Regions from separate parts of the Ovis aries genome. Here region 2 is linked to region 1. The links are chromatin contacts, called in public Hi-C maps. All regions are on one chromosome and are shown on one strand. Each heading gives the region's core, a stretch centred on a gene start, on an enhancer-like site or on the middle of the called end of the contact. The rest is flanking DNA. Distances are from core to core; before and after follow the strand shown.

Region 1 (6,682 bases), core at 2,100-4,599:
GCACGGCAGGCTCTCCAGGGGAGAGCAGGCCGCGAGGCCCGGGGCGGTTCGTTAATGTTTCAGCCCGCTCGGGGGCCGCACAGTAACCCGACCTGCCCGGCGAGGCCAGGTGCGGGCTTGAAAGGCCTGGCAGGCAGAGGCTTCTGGAGGGGATCGGGAGTCCCCGGGGGGACCCACTTTCACGCACCCTGCCCGCTGGCGCGTGGACGGCTCCCAACCCGGGGTGGAGGCCTCCTCCTGGCCCCGCGGACTAGGCTCTGGCCGCCACTCCCTTCCCTGGCCAGGCCTCGCCGGGGAGTTAATGATTGATTTACTGGCTCCGCGCGGCCGGCGCCCTCCCAGCTATTTGTCCAAGCTGAGGAGTTGCTGGCTAGCAGCAAAGGCTGGGAGCGCGGGGGTCGCCCGGAAAGGGAAGCCGCGCTACCGACGGGAATGAGCAATCACTTGATCAGCCCCCACTGAGTGGCTCTAGCTGCGTCCGGGGCGAACCTGCTGGAGGCCCAGGCCGGACTAAGGGAGCATTGGGAAGCTCCACACGTAAACGGGTTGGCAGCTGGTGATTAGGCCGCCCGGTTTTATGAGTCATAATGGGTCCCCCGCCTGGCCCTCAACCTGCTCGCTGTGGACTCGGGGCGCCGGGGTCCAGGCGGTGGACCGTTCCAGGCGCGCAGAGGGGGATGCTCTTGGGGGCCCGGGCCGCCGAAGGCGTTGCGCAGGATTTCCTCTCATTTCTCGCAGAAGGCAACACAAACACCCTAAATCAAACCGCTCCGACAACCGAGGGCTCCACACAGACACATCAATAAGGATTTCGCCTCCCGCGTTCGAACGCACTGAAACACTTGTCCTATTTTTATGCAAATGACACCACACAAATAGATCTCGCAGGCCCCGGAGTGGGGCGAGAGGAGGAGGGGCGCCGTCGCCCCAGCCTGGGGGCTGTGAAGCGGGGAGGGAATGCCAAGCCCGCACCCCGGGACCCGCGCCGGCTCGGGCGCAGCGGGGCTGGTACTGGCCGGGCAGCCCGCCCCTCGCGCAGTGGCTCCCTGCCAGCGCCGCCAAGTCGGCCGCGTCCCCAGGCTGCCTGCAGAGGCGGATTAGGGAAGGAGCGAAGCGAGCCTGTGACTAATCGCGAGGCCTCGGACCGGAGCACCAAGGCCATGTGCGACTGACAGGATCGACACTAGCAGAGGACACGGCGACGCCTCGCTTAATTGCAGGCTTAAAAAATTGCCGCCTGAGCAGCTCCGGTGCGGAGCCACGGCGTGCGCTCTGGGCTAGGGAGCGCGCCGGGGGGGACCTGCGCTCTAGCCCCCAGGAGGGAGGTTTGGCGTCTCCTGGATCGAGGGATCTGACCCTCCCGTCCTTCCCCCATTCTGCAGGGTCCCCCCACCCCCACCCTGCTTGCGGACCGACTGTAGCTGAGCCGACCAGTGAAGTAAGATCCAGCTCCCAGGCCTAGGTTTCTGGCCCTTTCCCCCATGGGCCCCACGTTCCCCCTTCTCACCGTAGTTGGAGATGAGAGATTCCAACAAACCCTTAATGTAAAAACTACACACGTGAAACACTTTCTTCTCTTCCCTCCTCTTCCTTCTCCACCGGCTGATACAAAGCCCCGAATGACCAAAGGGAGGGAAAGGCAAGTCAGGGCTTCAAAGAGCGAGGTCACTGAGTGCCCCAAACTCAGGGCCCACAGACATGCACCCTAGGATCTTCACGCCTGGTCATTACGCCAAACGTCCTTCCTGGAGCGCTGAGGCCTCTCGGGGGAGAAGGGGGTAAGCGTCGGCAGGCAGACCGGCCTGTGTGTGAGAGGGGAGGGTGGAAGGCGGGGTGGTGGGGAACCCAGCGAGAGAAGTTTCCACCACGCTCTGGTCGGCTGCTGCCAAAATCCCCGGGCCCCTCCCTGCCCGCACCGCCTTCCGTTGCCACCACAAGTTTGGTTTAACGAGAAGTCGGGACAAAAGCAAACGTTTTCTATAGACCCCGAAAACAAAGGGGAAAGAGACGCGCGGGGCGGCCGAGAAGCGGCTGCTAGCGTAATGGTGCCGGGCGGACAGCAGAGCATTAGAACTGCAAAAGCCGCGCGGGCGGGAGGAAGTGCGAGGCGGGAGGCGGGAGCGCGGGGAGGGAGGGCGGGGGAGGGGCGCTGCGCCATGTTTCCGTGTCACCCGCCGAGTCGCCGGCGCTGGGCTCGGCCGCCGGCTCCCGCCTGCCTCCGTAACAGCAGAAAGCGTGCGATTAGCAGCCAGACAGGCGGGGACTCCGGGCCCGCGGGGCCGCCGCACACGCCGCCCGCGGCCCGGGCCCGCGCCCCCCCGCCCGCCGGGTAATCATCCTCCTCGCCGCAGCGCTGTGTGCACTCTCATTAGAGCAGGGAGGCTTTTCTCTGCGCACTCGCTCGGCTCCCGCTGGCAAAACAACGCCTTCCTCGGCCGGGCCCTGGGCCAGGAGCGCCGGGGAGGGCGGGACGGGGGAGGAGGGGTGAGGCAGGGCAAGCGGCGCTGGTCATCTCGGCTGCCCGATCTCCTCCGGGCCCGGGCACGGAGGAGATGGGGAGGGTCCATCGGCCCTCTCCACGCGGAGTGCCAAAGTCCGAACCCCGTATCAGTGCCGCCATGACCTACTCTGGTCCCCCGCTGGAGGCTAGAGTGAGGGCCGAGGGGAGATGAGTGTGTCTGGTTTGGAGAGCGGGGGCGGACACCGGGATGGCTCCCAAAACAGGTTTTGCCCCATCTGTCTTGCGAACGACCTCTTAAGGCCAGAAGCCGGATCCCACGGTTGGCGGCCTTTCGACCCTCAGGAAGACCCCAGTCCCCGAGCTTCGGGCCTGATTGCACAGAAAGGATGGGAGATGGGGGCGGCCGGGGCGCCGCTGCGCCTGGCCCTGAGCTTCAGAGCCCCATTTTCTCCTCCGCGATCTCTGCACACAACAGTAGGCAGCCTCTCCCGGCACCACGCGCCCAGCTGCAGGGCCCGGGAGCAGGTGTTCCTGCCCGGCCAGAGTGGCGGCTCCGCGCCCCTCCCGTCCCAGCTGCGGGGGGAGCCGCGCTGATGGTGGTAATAGAGAAAGGTCTCGCTGGACCGCGAGCAGGGTTCTCCGTGTTTAAATGGGGATGCTCCAGGGCGAGGACGGCCACCTGAGACCAGGAGGGATCGAAGGTGACGCGCGACTAGCCCTCGTCTGGAACAGCCCTGGGGGCCAGCGGAGGCCGCTCGGGGCGGCGCAAGGGCTTCCGGTCCCGGTGACTGCGGCGGCGGCGGCGGGGCGGCTGGGAAGTTCCCGGGGCGGCCGCGAGGAGCACCCTCCTCTGGCTGCCGCCGCCGCGCAGCTTTCGGAACGGCGCCCTAGGAACCTCTCTGCGTCTGGCAGCGCCGATCTCGGCCGGCGCGGGGATGGGGGCTGCGGGGTGGTCCAACCCGGACCCGGGCAGGGCGGGGTAGGCGGGGGCCGGAGACCCCGCGGGAGCTGCGGCGCGCCTCCCTGCCCCCGCTCCTCGCCGCCGCCGCCGCTGATATGGCGGGCACGTGAAGCGCAGTTCGGCGCCTCGGCGCCAGCCAGGGAGCGGCCTGCCCCGCCGGCTCAGCTTACCCGCGGGCCCAGGAACGCGGAACCGAGCCCGGCCGGGCCCCGCAGAGCCCGCGCCCCCGCCCCGCTGCCAGCTCGCCGCGGCCCCCGCACCCCCCTCCCCGCCCGCGCCCGGCCTTGGGGCCGCGCCAGACGGCTCGCCCGAGGGGAACTCAGGCTGACTAATGGGACGCGTGTGGGCCTTACGTGAGGCCCGGCTGTCAGCGGATGCCCGCTCGCTCGGCGCCTACGTCGCGGCCAGGCTTTTCGGGGAAGGACGAGAGGAGGGGTTTCCCCGCCCGGCGGTTTCGACTCCCCGGGGACTATCCGGCCGCGGCTAGCCCCGGGCTTTAGGTTGCGCCCGGAGGGGGCCGACTCAGTGTGCGCCCGGCGCCGAGGTGCGAACCCGGGATGAGGGGTGAAGAGGTGGGATCTCGGGAGCTCTAAGCCGGAGGTGGGCGCAGAGGCTCATCAACTCGGCCTGGGGCGCCTGCCTTGATGTTTGCGATCTGGCCAGCGGCTGGGCTGGGGGAAATTTACAGGCCGCTCTGCAGGCCTGGAGTTCAATACCGAAACCTCCCTCAACAAAGTCTTCCGGAAACCCTTTGGTGAGATTTTTGTGCAAGAAAAGGATTTTATAAGGCTCCTCGAGAGTCCGGTTCGGCTGAGGGTTCTCAGGTTCCGAGGCTCATGACACCTTTTTCTTCCTTTACAGGGGCCTGTAAAAATCAGCAGAGTTTCTTATTATTTCGCATTAACAACCGCTTCGTGTTGACATAGTTATATGACCTTCCCAAATATAACTACCTGTTTAGTTTCAACACACCAGCGAGACGATGAAACACAAACACCGATCAGGAACTCAGAGAAGGAAAACCCGGCTGTGAGCTTGGGGTTGGAGGCAGGATAATTCCTGATCACGCATCCCTGGTTTTATTCAGCCTAATTACACTAGTAATCTTCCCCCCTACGAGAAAGCCTGAAACCCTGTAGTCGAGGTGCGACTTTTCCTGGGGAGTCCGGCCGATGAGGAGGGGTTGCTGGTGTAGAGGAGGTGGGTTTTAAATGTCACTTCCAAATGAAAATGCTTTCCTTCAGCCTTTTTCTTTTCTTGATGCAGTTTTCGAAAGGAGCATTTTTGCGAGATAAGAAGTGACCGATCAAAATCGCTGAGGGGAGGTTGTAAGCAGCCGCTTTGCCTCAGCTTAGCCTTATCTTATCTTTCACACTTGCATGGCGGAAAAAAAATTGGCTTATCTTTATCCCCACCCCCTTCTCGCCTTAATTGCTAAAAAACACTGGTGTGTTAAACGGGGAGGAAGGAGGTCTCAGGATTGTCAGTGGAAAGGGAAGATTAAAAAATGTGGACACTTTGGGGGAAGCCAGGGTAGCAGGGTTTATTCTTTCCCCCAGGCCTTTCTAGTACAACGCAGAAAAGGTCCAGTCCGGGTGGAAGTCTCGATGGCCAGATTAAAAAAAAAAAAAAATCTGGGTATGGCCTTGGGTCGTGTGGCTTCTCTAGGCCTCGCTTTCTCCGCCCTGCGTTTACCAACCTCACCTTCCCTTCATCTCTCAAAAGCTAGTGGTGGGTCTCGGGTTGAAGCCTCTCATTCTGCCTTCGTTCCCCCCCTGCCTTTTCCTCCCCTCCACCCCGCACACATCCCCGTTTGGGGGAGGGGGATGCAAGGCTGGGACGCATGGCCTGCTGGAAATCATTAAAATATATGCGAGTGCCTGCAAACACACACTTTTAAATCATGGCGTTTCCCCTCCACGCTGGTATATTTAAACTCCAGAGCGAGCTAGATCTCCTCCCTCTCAGTCGTTTGTCTGTGTCACCGACAGGCCGCTAATGGCCGGGCTTCCAGGCGCTGTGCATTATGCATTAGCCTCCTCCGAGCGCCGCACACAGAAGGTTCTGTCAGGCCTCGCAACACAAACCACCCAGCACCCCCCCACACACCCCCCGCACTCGCGGCTGGGGGCTGTGCGGTGGCCAAAGTGCTGGAGACTCTGGGATGCGGGGGTGGGGGGGGCGCGCATCGAGGGCGAAGGCCGAGCCGAGTGGACCCGGAGGGGGAATCGGGGAGGGGTGGGGGAAGTGCCGCGGATTAGACCGCTTGGAATCCCCCTCCCTGCGCTAGCCCCAAGTTTTGTTCCTGGCTGACCTTCCCTAGGCAGCTTCCCCGCTCCACTCACCTCGGTGCCCGACTTTGTGGGGGCCCAGAGGTACCTAGGGACAGGCCAGCGCCGCGTTTCCATCTGCTGGGCCGTACTCCCTTCCGGCCCCGAGCGAGGGGCTGGAGGAGCCTTCCGGATCCCTCCAGGCCCCGGGGTGCTGTCCGCGAAAGAGTGCGGGGTGGTGCGTGTCAGCGGAGTCCCGCGGCCGCCGTGGAGGGAAGCTGCCAAGAAAACGTCTCGGGCCGAAAGCCGCCTTGCAGGGTCTGCGAGCGAAGAGTTGGTGTTCTCTGCCCCCTCTCCCCGCGGTTCCCACTCACTGCCCCCGGCTGGGTAAAATATGAGCTGGAGGGACCGCTAAATAAGCAGCCAGGATGGGTCATGGCGTCCGAGTTTATCTACAGGAGCATCTAGCCCAGCTCGGCGGCTTTCAGGTCTCTTAAGCCGGAACCAGGTGGGACGCAAGACGAGGCCTCCCCAAGCCGCCAACACCCATCTACTCAGAAAGCCCCTCAATGTCAATGGTAGTTCACCCACCCGTGCCTGGTCAGAGCCTGAAATCGAGCCTAGACCAGAAATTTTGAGAGGCAGTTGCTGCTACCATGTTGGGGCTGCCTTCTGGACCCTCCTCCGGAGGAGGCCCAATAACCCTTCAAAGAATAGAGCAGCCATCTTCAACCTGGAGACTCCTAAGTCTAGCAGACTCCTACCAGGGAAGGCAGCTACCTTTAGATGTTCCCAGTTAACTGAAATCCCTGGGACAAAGATGCCTTTTGCTTGAGGGATGGACCAGTGGATCTTCTAAGTGGCACCCGTGGTAAGCCCAGAGTTCTTTTACAAAGTGACCAGGAAAGACTGTTCCTGGGGGTGTTTGTGTAGTTTTAAAAATACTTAAAGTAGCTCACAGTATATAAAATAAAAATACAGTCTCTCTAA
Region 2 (6,682 bases), core at 1,649-4,148, 42 kb before region 1:
TGCAGATACAAAAGCGGTTTCGTAATGCCTTCCGTCTGCGAGAGCCGGAGGACCTTGGCTGACCTTTCGGAAACTGATTGCAACTGCCTGTTAACAGCCCGTACTGACCGCACCGAGCGGAGCGGAGGACAATCATTTAAGTGACAGACGGCGAGGTGGCCTCGGCTCAGTCGAGCGGCCTGGTTAAGCCCGCCCCGCCCCTCCCCCCGAGTTCCACCCCCCCCCACCCCAGCCCCGGGCGCACTGCGGGCTGTGGCGGGCGCTCGGGCGGGCGGGGAGGGCGCGTCGCGCGCGCCCGCTCGTGTGTGTGTGAGTGTGTGTGTATGTGCCTGCGATTACCGGCCGACGGGTTAACCCTTAGCCGAGCGGCCGGCCCCTTTGAGGCCGAACGCTGCTGGCTTAATCTGCCATCTGCAAAAGAGGAATAAAAGAGCCGCCTCCGCCGACTTTCCCTAATGGGTAAACTGTCCCCTCTCAGCGTGACCGGGGCTGCGTGCCTGCTGCTGCCGGAGAAAGATCCCGACCCTCGGCTCTTCCGGCACGTCCCTGGGTCCCCCTCCCTGCGCCCCCTCCCTCCTCCTCACACGGACACCAGCACGGGGACAGCGCGAGGGGTCCAAAGGCTCCGAGAGGCTCGCGGTGCAGTGGACGTGGGTGTTCCCGGTGTTTTCTCTTTTGGAAACTGGAGAAAGGTGGGGTGGGGGTGGGACCTCACTGGGAAGGCGAGGTGGGGGAGGGGAGACTGGTGACAGGGCACCTCGGGCTGCGCTCGCTGCCTCTCTCGGGAGAGATCGCCAGCTGCTCTCCAACAGGCAGCGCCCTGAAATCTATTTAAAGAGAGGGAAAGGGGAGGAGAACAAAGGGGGAGGAGGGGGGCGGCGAGCGGAGCCTGGGCGAGAGCGAGCGAGCAGGGAGGATCCGCCGCTCCGCGGGCACATCAAGCGCTCACATCTGTACACTCCGCGATCGATGGGGAGAATGGATAATATTTGTCAGCTGCAGACCTTTCTCTTCCCGGTTCCTGGGGAGGGGAGGGGGCGAGGGAGGGGGAGGGGCGGGCAGACCAGGCGAGAGAGGCCGCCTCAAGGACAGCGCGCTTCCCGTGGCAGCCACACGGAAACCCAGAGCCATGAAAGCCCGGGGATTTTTCTCTTATTATCATTATTAATTATTTTTTATTATTCCACAGCAGCCAGCGAGCGCTCTGCGGCGCCCCTCCCCCGCTCGCCCGCCGCCTCCCTTTGTTGATTCTCAGCTGCGAGCGCGGCGGGCCCGAGCCGCCGCCGCCGCCGCCGCCGCCGCCGAGCACGATCTGCTCTTGCGCCCTCGGTCGCAGCTGCGGCCCAGGAAGCCTGGGCTGCGTCCCCGCCCCCCAGCCCCCCACGGCGCGGCAGCCCCCGCACCCCCTCCTTGCTGCCCGCCACGAGGCCAGCCCAGCCTCTCCGCTGTTCTTCACTGCGGCTCCGCGTCCCCAACGCCGAGCAGAGGCGCTGGCTGCTGCTGTCCCGAGTCTCCGGCCGCGCGGGGGCTTCGCCACCCCCCCCCCCAACTGCGCTGCGGCTCCACTCTGATGCCGCCGTCCTCACACATGGTCTTCATTTCGCAGACCAGCGGCGTGCTTCCTTTCGGCTCCTCTCCTCGGGGCTTTTCGGAGCGGAGAGGGCGGTTTAGAGGAAGTTGGAAACCCTGCGAGCCCAGGGGAAAGGGGGAAAACCCTCGCTCTAGTTCTGAGCTTCCGAGGCGGAGGGGAGCGCCCCGCGGAGGGTGGAGCAGAGCCTGGGTGCCCTCCCCTTCCTTAGGTGCTGGAAGGGCGAAGTGAGGAGTGGCGGTCGGGAGAAGATCCGGAGCTGGAGAGCGAGAGCTCCAGGTCTGCTTTCACTCTGTCCTCTCGCCCGCACGCACCGGCCTGGGCAGATGTGACCCGCCCCCTCGCAACGGCACAGCGGGCCTGGGAGTCGATCCGATTAGTGGTCATCAAATGAGACCAAAGACACCTCAGACAGTCTCCCACCTCCCGCGCGGGGGAGCTCCCTGGGCCTTTGCCCCCTCCTTTCTCCAAGACTGTAAGCCCACAGCCGACGCCCCCCAGGTCTGGGATCCGGGCCCACCGTGGGGATGAGGGGCAAATATGATGCACAAAGTTCTGGTTGGGGTTTACTGGGAGCTTTGCGGCCCCCACCCCGCTGTCCTGCGATTCCGGGCCAGCCTGCGGCGGCGTCCCCGACTGCTCCGCGGTCCTGGGCAGGGCAGGAAGCTGGCACGGCCGCCGGCTGGGCCGGCGCCACTTGGCCGGGCCGGCTGCTCGCTGGAACTCGGGCGGCACGTTCACGCCGAGTCGGGTTCCCGGGTCTCTCGCCCGGTCACCCTGAGCGGCTGTCTTCCCCGCCCCACACTTGTCCGTCGTCTTCCCTCCGGAGTCTCCCTGTCTCCACCCGCCCTCTCAGCTTTTCCCCTCCTCGGTCTGTCTCGGGAGCCCCGTAGCGCAGTCAACCGCCCTTCCCGAGATTCAAAAAGAAGTTTTGTGTTTCCCCGGGGGCAGCAGCCTAATGCTTCCCTTGTTTTCCGGAACAAAGCAGACATTCAGTGGGGAGGGGCAGGCGCTGACTCCTTCCCCTCCCCGCAGCACCCCGCACCCCTGCAGGTTCAGAACGCTTGCTCCCGGGCCCCGCTGGCCTGGGGGTGGGGTGGGGGCCCGGGTTCTCCCGGCTAGACTACAAAAGCTTCACCCCCTGCGCCTCCTCCCCACCCCCTCACCCCCAGCCTCTGCCGGGAGCCCGAGAGAAGGCGACATGGTGTTTGGGTGAGGTTCCCAGCCCGGGCGGGGAGGGCGCGCACGCAGCTGTTTACAGCGTGCCTGCTGCTGGAAGCATACCCGCCGCCGCCTGACAGCATGGGGCACCCGCGCGCTGCCAGCTCAGAGAAGACGCGGAGCGGCGAGCCCTCCGGCACTCGGCCCGAGGCCTCGACAGCCCCGGGGCCAGAGCGCGCGGGGAGGCTCGAGGTCTCCGCGAGTGCGTTCCTCTTCTAGCCCCTTTCCTGCCCCACAGTGGTCTGAATCCATCTGGTAGTGTATCAAAGGTACTGGGGGGAAAGAGCGGAGAGCTCAACGAGGGGCGCTCAAAGCGTTCTTGGCGCCCGGCTTTGGGGCAGTCCTCCCCGCCCCTCGCCGGGGCTTAGTTCTCCGGCCAGAGTGAGCAAACCACGCCACTCTAGCGACTGGGAGATGGTTCTCCCTCCGGATAACTCTCCGCAGTCCCACCTGTCCCTGTCCACCCTGCCCGCCAGACTTCCCTTCGCCCCACCCCCGAGGGGATCGCGGCACTAGCTGTGCCCACGCGCGCCGGGCCTTCTGGTCCGCGCAGCGCTGCCTTCGATCCCGTTCCAGTTCTTCCCCTCTCCCGGGCCTGTGGCCGGCCCCCGGCGCCTCCAGCGCGGCCTGAAACTTGATCCCGTGTCGGAAGGACAGTGTGTAAACACCAGGCGCGCTCCGAGAGCCCGCGGGAGGGGCCGGGCGAGGGCCGCCCGGGCAGCTCCGAGGCCCCGCGCCCCCGCCCGCCTGGTCGCCCCGGGCACGATCGGCGGGGCCGCCGCCTCACTCTCTGCCTTCCCAGTTGGCTCAGCTAATTGGAGCCGCCGCCGCCGCCGCGCTGGCGGCGGCCTCTTGTTGAATTTTCTAGATCGCAACGGTTCGGTCGTGGCTGCTTGCGGCTCCCCTCCCCCTCCCGCAGCTGTTATCTTGGCCGGCAACTTGTTGGTGGCGGCGGCCGTGCCTCCGCTGACCCTGGCCTCAAGCTCGGTGTACACCCCAGTAGTTTGGGGGTGTGTTTCTGAGAGGTGCGGGAGGGAAAGCAGAGTCAGTATAGGAACTGTGAGGCTTTGCCCCTGAATCTGAGGCCCCTTGTTTTGATGAATGCAAATACTATCCAAGGGATTCTGTGACAGAAAGCCATTCTCCTTGCAGTCGTGCACCAGGAGGTAGCGACAGTTCCCGAGGAGCTTCAGGAACAACTCCACTAGCAGCTTCAGTGGGTTCCAGGAAAATGTTCAGAAGGGTGGAGAGGTGGGAGGCCTGAAGATACCCCTCTCCTGCCTCCAAACCCTTTCCAAGTTTGGGACCCAATGTGTAGGTTCTTCATGCCACAGAGGCTGCCTCCACCTTTAGGCGTAGCCCACCAATATGGGACAAGGCCACCATTTTTTGTCTTGATTTGGAGTACCAGGTGGGTCCAAGGGAGAGGTGTCATCCTCAGTGGGTTCTGAGCTTGTATCCTGGGTCCTTGGGTCCTCCCCCCATGGGAGCTGAGCCTCCTTTCCCCCTTGGCCAGCTGGCTTATACCCTGGTCATATGTCCCTGCCCCGTGCGCACGGTGGGGTCTGTAAACCATCAGGTCTGTGTGGGTCTAGAGGAAGCCCAGAGCCTGGCCAATAGCCAAGGTGGGAAGAAATGAGGGAGTTTGGTAGTGCTGAAGGAACCAAGAAGATGTTGCTGACTAGGCTGGAGCAGTTGTTCCATATACAACATCTTCCTTAGAACATCTTTTTCTTCGTATAGAACTTTTGCTGGTGGGTTTCACAGGCCCAGGCCTGACATTGTAAAAAGTGCGTGCACCCCCAGCCCGGAAATGCATAAATATACACAGGCAAACTCCCAGGGGGCCGGTCTGTGAGCCACCACCGAGGGGATCTGCAGCAGCCAGAAAGCGAGTCAGCTTTTCCTGTGATGGTTCTGAGAAGGGCCCCTGTTCCCTCCCTTTGATGGTTTCTCTGACAACTGTTAGGGAACAAAGAGGCAAGGCCACTGGCTCATTAACTGTCATTTTCTAACACCTCTTTCCTTCCCTTGTCACTTTTACCCAAATTGCCACTTTGGGGGTTTTCCTGAGGCGTCCTTTCTATTTATAACCAGAGCAAGGTTTCCAACTCCATCCATATTGATTTAAGCTCTAATAAAAAGGGAATCTATAAAACTGATGTAAGTTGGTATCTAGGATGGCACTTCAGTGGGTCAAGTTCACCTAGTTCTTTGGCATCAAAAAACGTCCAGGCTCTTCCAATCAGATAAGCTAAGTGTGTCTCCCACTGTTAGTTTCTCTTCTCTTTCTGTACTGGATAAAAAAGGAATCTTCTCTCAAAAATGTTTATTCTTCTTCACCCCTTCCCTACCAGTGTGCAAGAACCTTGTTGCTATGTAGGAGAAAGTGTATTTCTGTGTTTTGATAAAGAAGAGAGTAATTTATGTTCCTCTTCAGGCCTGAAAAGATAATTATGCGTCCCGGGGAGCTCCCTCTTCTCCTGGCTAACAGGCAAACCGGATTCTTGTTCTGGATCAGGAGCGCGTTAGTATCTTGCCTCCTTCTCGTCTTCGTCCTGTCACCAGCCGGCCATCACCAGGCCCTTTGGCAGGTCACGTGATTGAGGGTTTCTGTCTTGAAGACTGGTGGTGCCTCAGAAGACCCTGTGACTCCGAGCCTAATTAACATTTCTTTTACTGTACAAAGAATATTCTGAGCCATTGACATCCTCTGGTCCATCTCCCTGAAAGCTTATGCCAGAAGCTCCCTGTGGGGCCTCTGGGCGGTGGGAAGGAGCCATCATGGTGGGAAGTGTTGAGTGCTTGCCTGCACCAAACCAAACCAAAGTGCAAATGGCAACAAAAGGGGCATCTCCATCCACCTGGTAGCTTGCTTGGTAACAAATTCTACCCCACCCCCCTCGCCAGCTAGTAAAGCCTGAGGGCACATAGTTCCTTTGGCCTCCCTCTAGCCTGACCTAGGAATGATGCAGTTAAGTAGATCAGGAAGCTGCGAGGCATCCACTGCTCCTCACTTCCCCTGGCGCTGGGCTCAGCTTGGCTGAACTTGCCGTTCCTGTCTTTTTAGAGGAGCTGGTTGTGTTCCCGAAGCAGGATCGCACTGTGCCGCCTCCCCAGGGGTCCTCAGCTATTGATTTTTAATATCCGTATTCAATATTGTGTATTAAATATTGAATCCATGCACGAGAGGATGTGATGCAAATCACCAGCCGTGCCTGAGACTTTAATAGTTGTTTTATTGCCCGGAAACCACAGTTGGACGCAAGGCATCCTGCAGCCGAGGCTGGGGGTGGGGATGACAGGCAGAGAGGAGAGCTGAGCAGACAAGCAGAGCAGGGCCTCCCAAAGATATAAGCCCTCTGGAATAGCCACTGCTGGAGCCACGGACAGTTCACCCCTGGGCAGGCACTTTGGAGGCCGGCTCACAGGCTGCTACGGAAACAGCAGGAGGCTGCTGGGTGAGACCTGAGCAGAGGAAGAGGTATGAGGCTATGTCCTTCCTTCCTGGACTCCCCTCACTGGACTGCTCATTCCTGTCCAGCCACCCCCCCCTTCCCCTCCACACAGATAGTCACCCAGACTCACACACACAGAGCTATTGAACAGGAAAGTGAACTTGGGAGCAGGAAACCCCGGGCCTGGGGGCTCCTCCACGACTCTTAGCTCTGCAACCTTGGTACAGACCTATCTTAACCTCTGTGGGCATCATCTCTCGTCTGTCAATGGGGGTAACACTATCTGCCCTCCCTCCCTTATAGCCCAGTGCGAATGAGATAATATTCAGGGAAAAGGCTTTTGTAAACTGTCAGGCCCCACGTAGGTAGGCTGAGGGATTAGTGTTGGCTTTCCCTTTATACTCCCCCTCTCCTC

The links. Hi-C and Micro-C count contacts between places; a contact is called where the count stands out from the background.
Region 2: a contact with region 1 is called in a Hi-C map of hypothalamus, with 2.4 times the contacts expected there. The contact joins two enhancer-like sites. A contact is called at or near these places in 11 of 16 Hi-C or Micro-C datasets (blood, hypothalamus, liver and 4 more).

What each region holds. Positions count from the first base shown.
Region 1 is chrX:39,408,313-39,414,994 of ARS-UI_Ramb_v3.0, reverse strand. The region is part of intron 1 of BCOR (BCL6 corepressor); the gene reads left to right. Among named protein-coding and RNA genes, the nearest start is that of BCOR, 66 kb to the left of the region's middle. Within about 2 kb of position 3,349, at least 28 of the 54 cell types and tissues checked have an H3K27ac peak or open chromatin away from gene starts, as enhancers often do. A contact at or near this core is called in hypothalamus and liver, where this site is marked.
Region 2 is chrX:39,450,332-39,457,013 of ARS-UI_Ramb_v3.0, reverse strand. All of the region lies in intron 1 of BCOR (BCL6 corepressor), which reads left to right. Among named protein-coding and RNA genes, the nearest start is that of BCOR, 24 kb to the left of the region's middle. Within about 2 kb of position 2,898, at least 30 of the 54 cell types and tissues checked have an H3K27ac peak or open chromatin away from gene starts, as enhancers often do. A contact at or near this core is called in hypothalamus and liver, where this site is marked.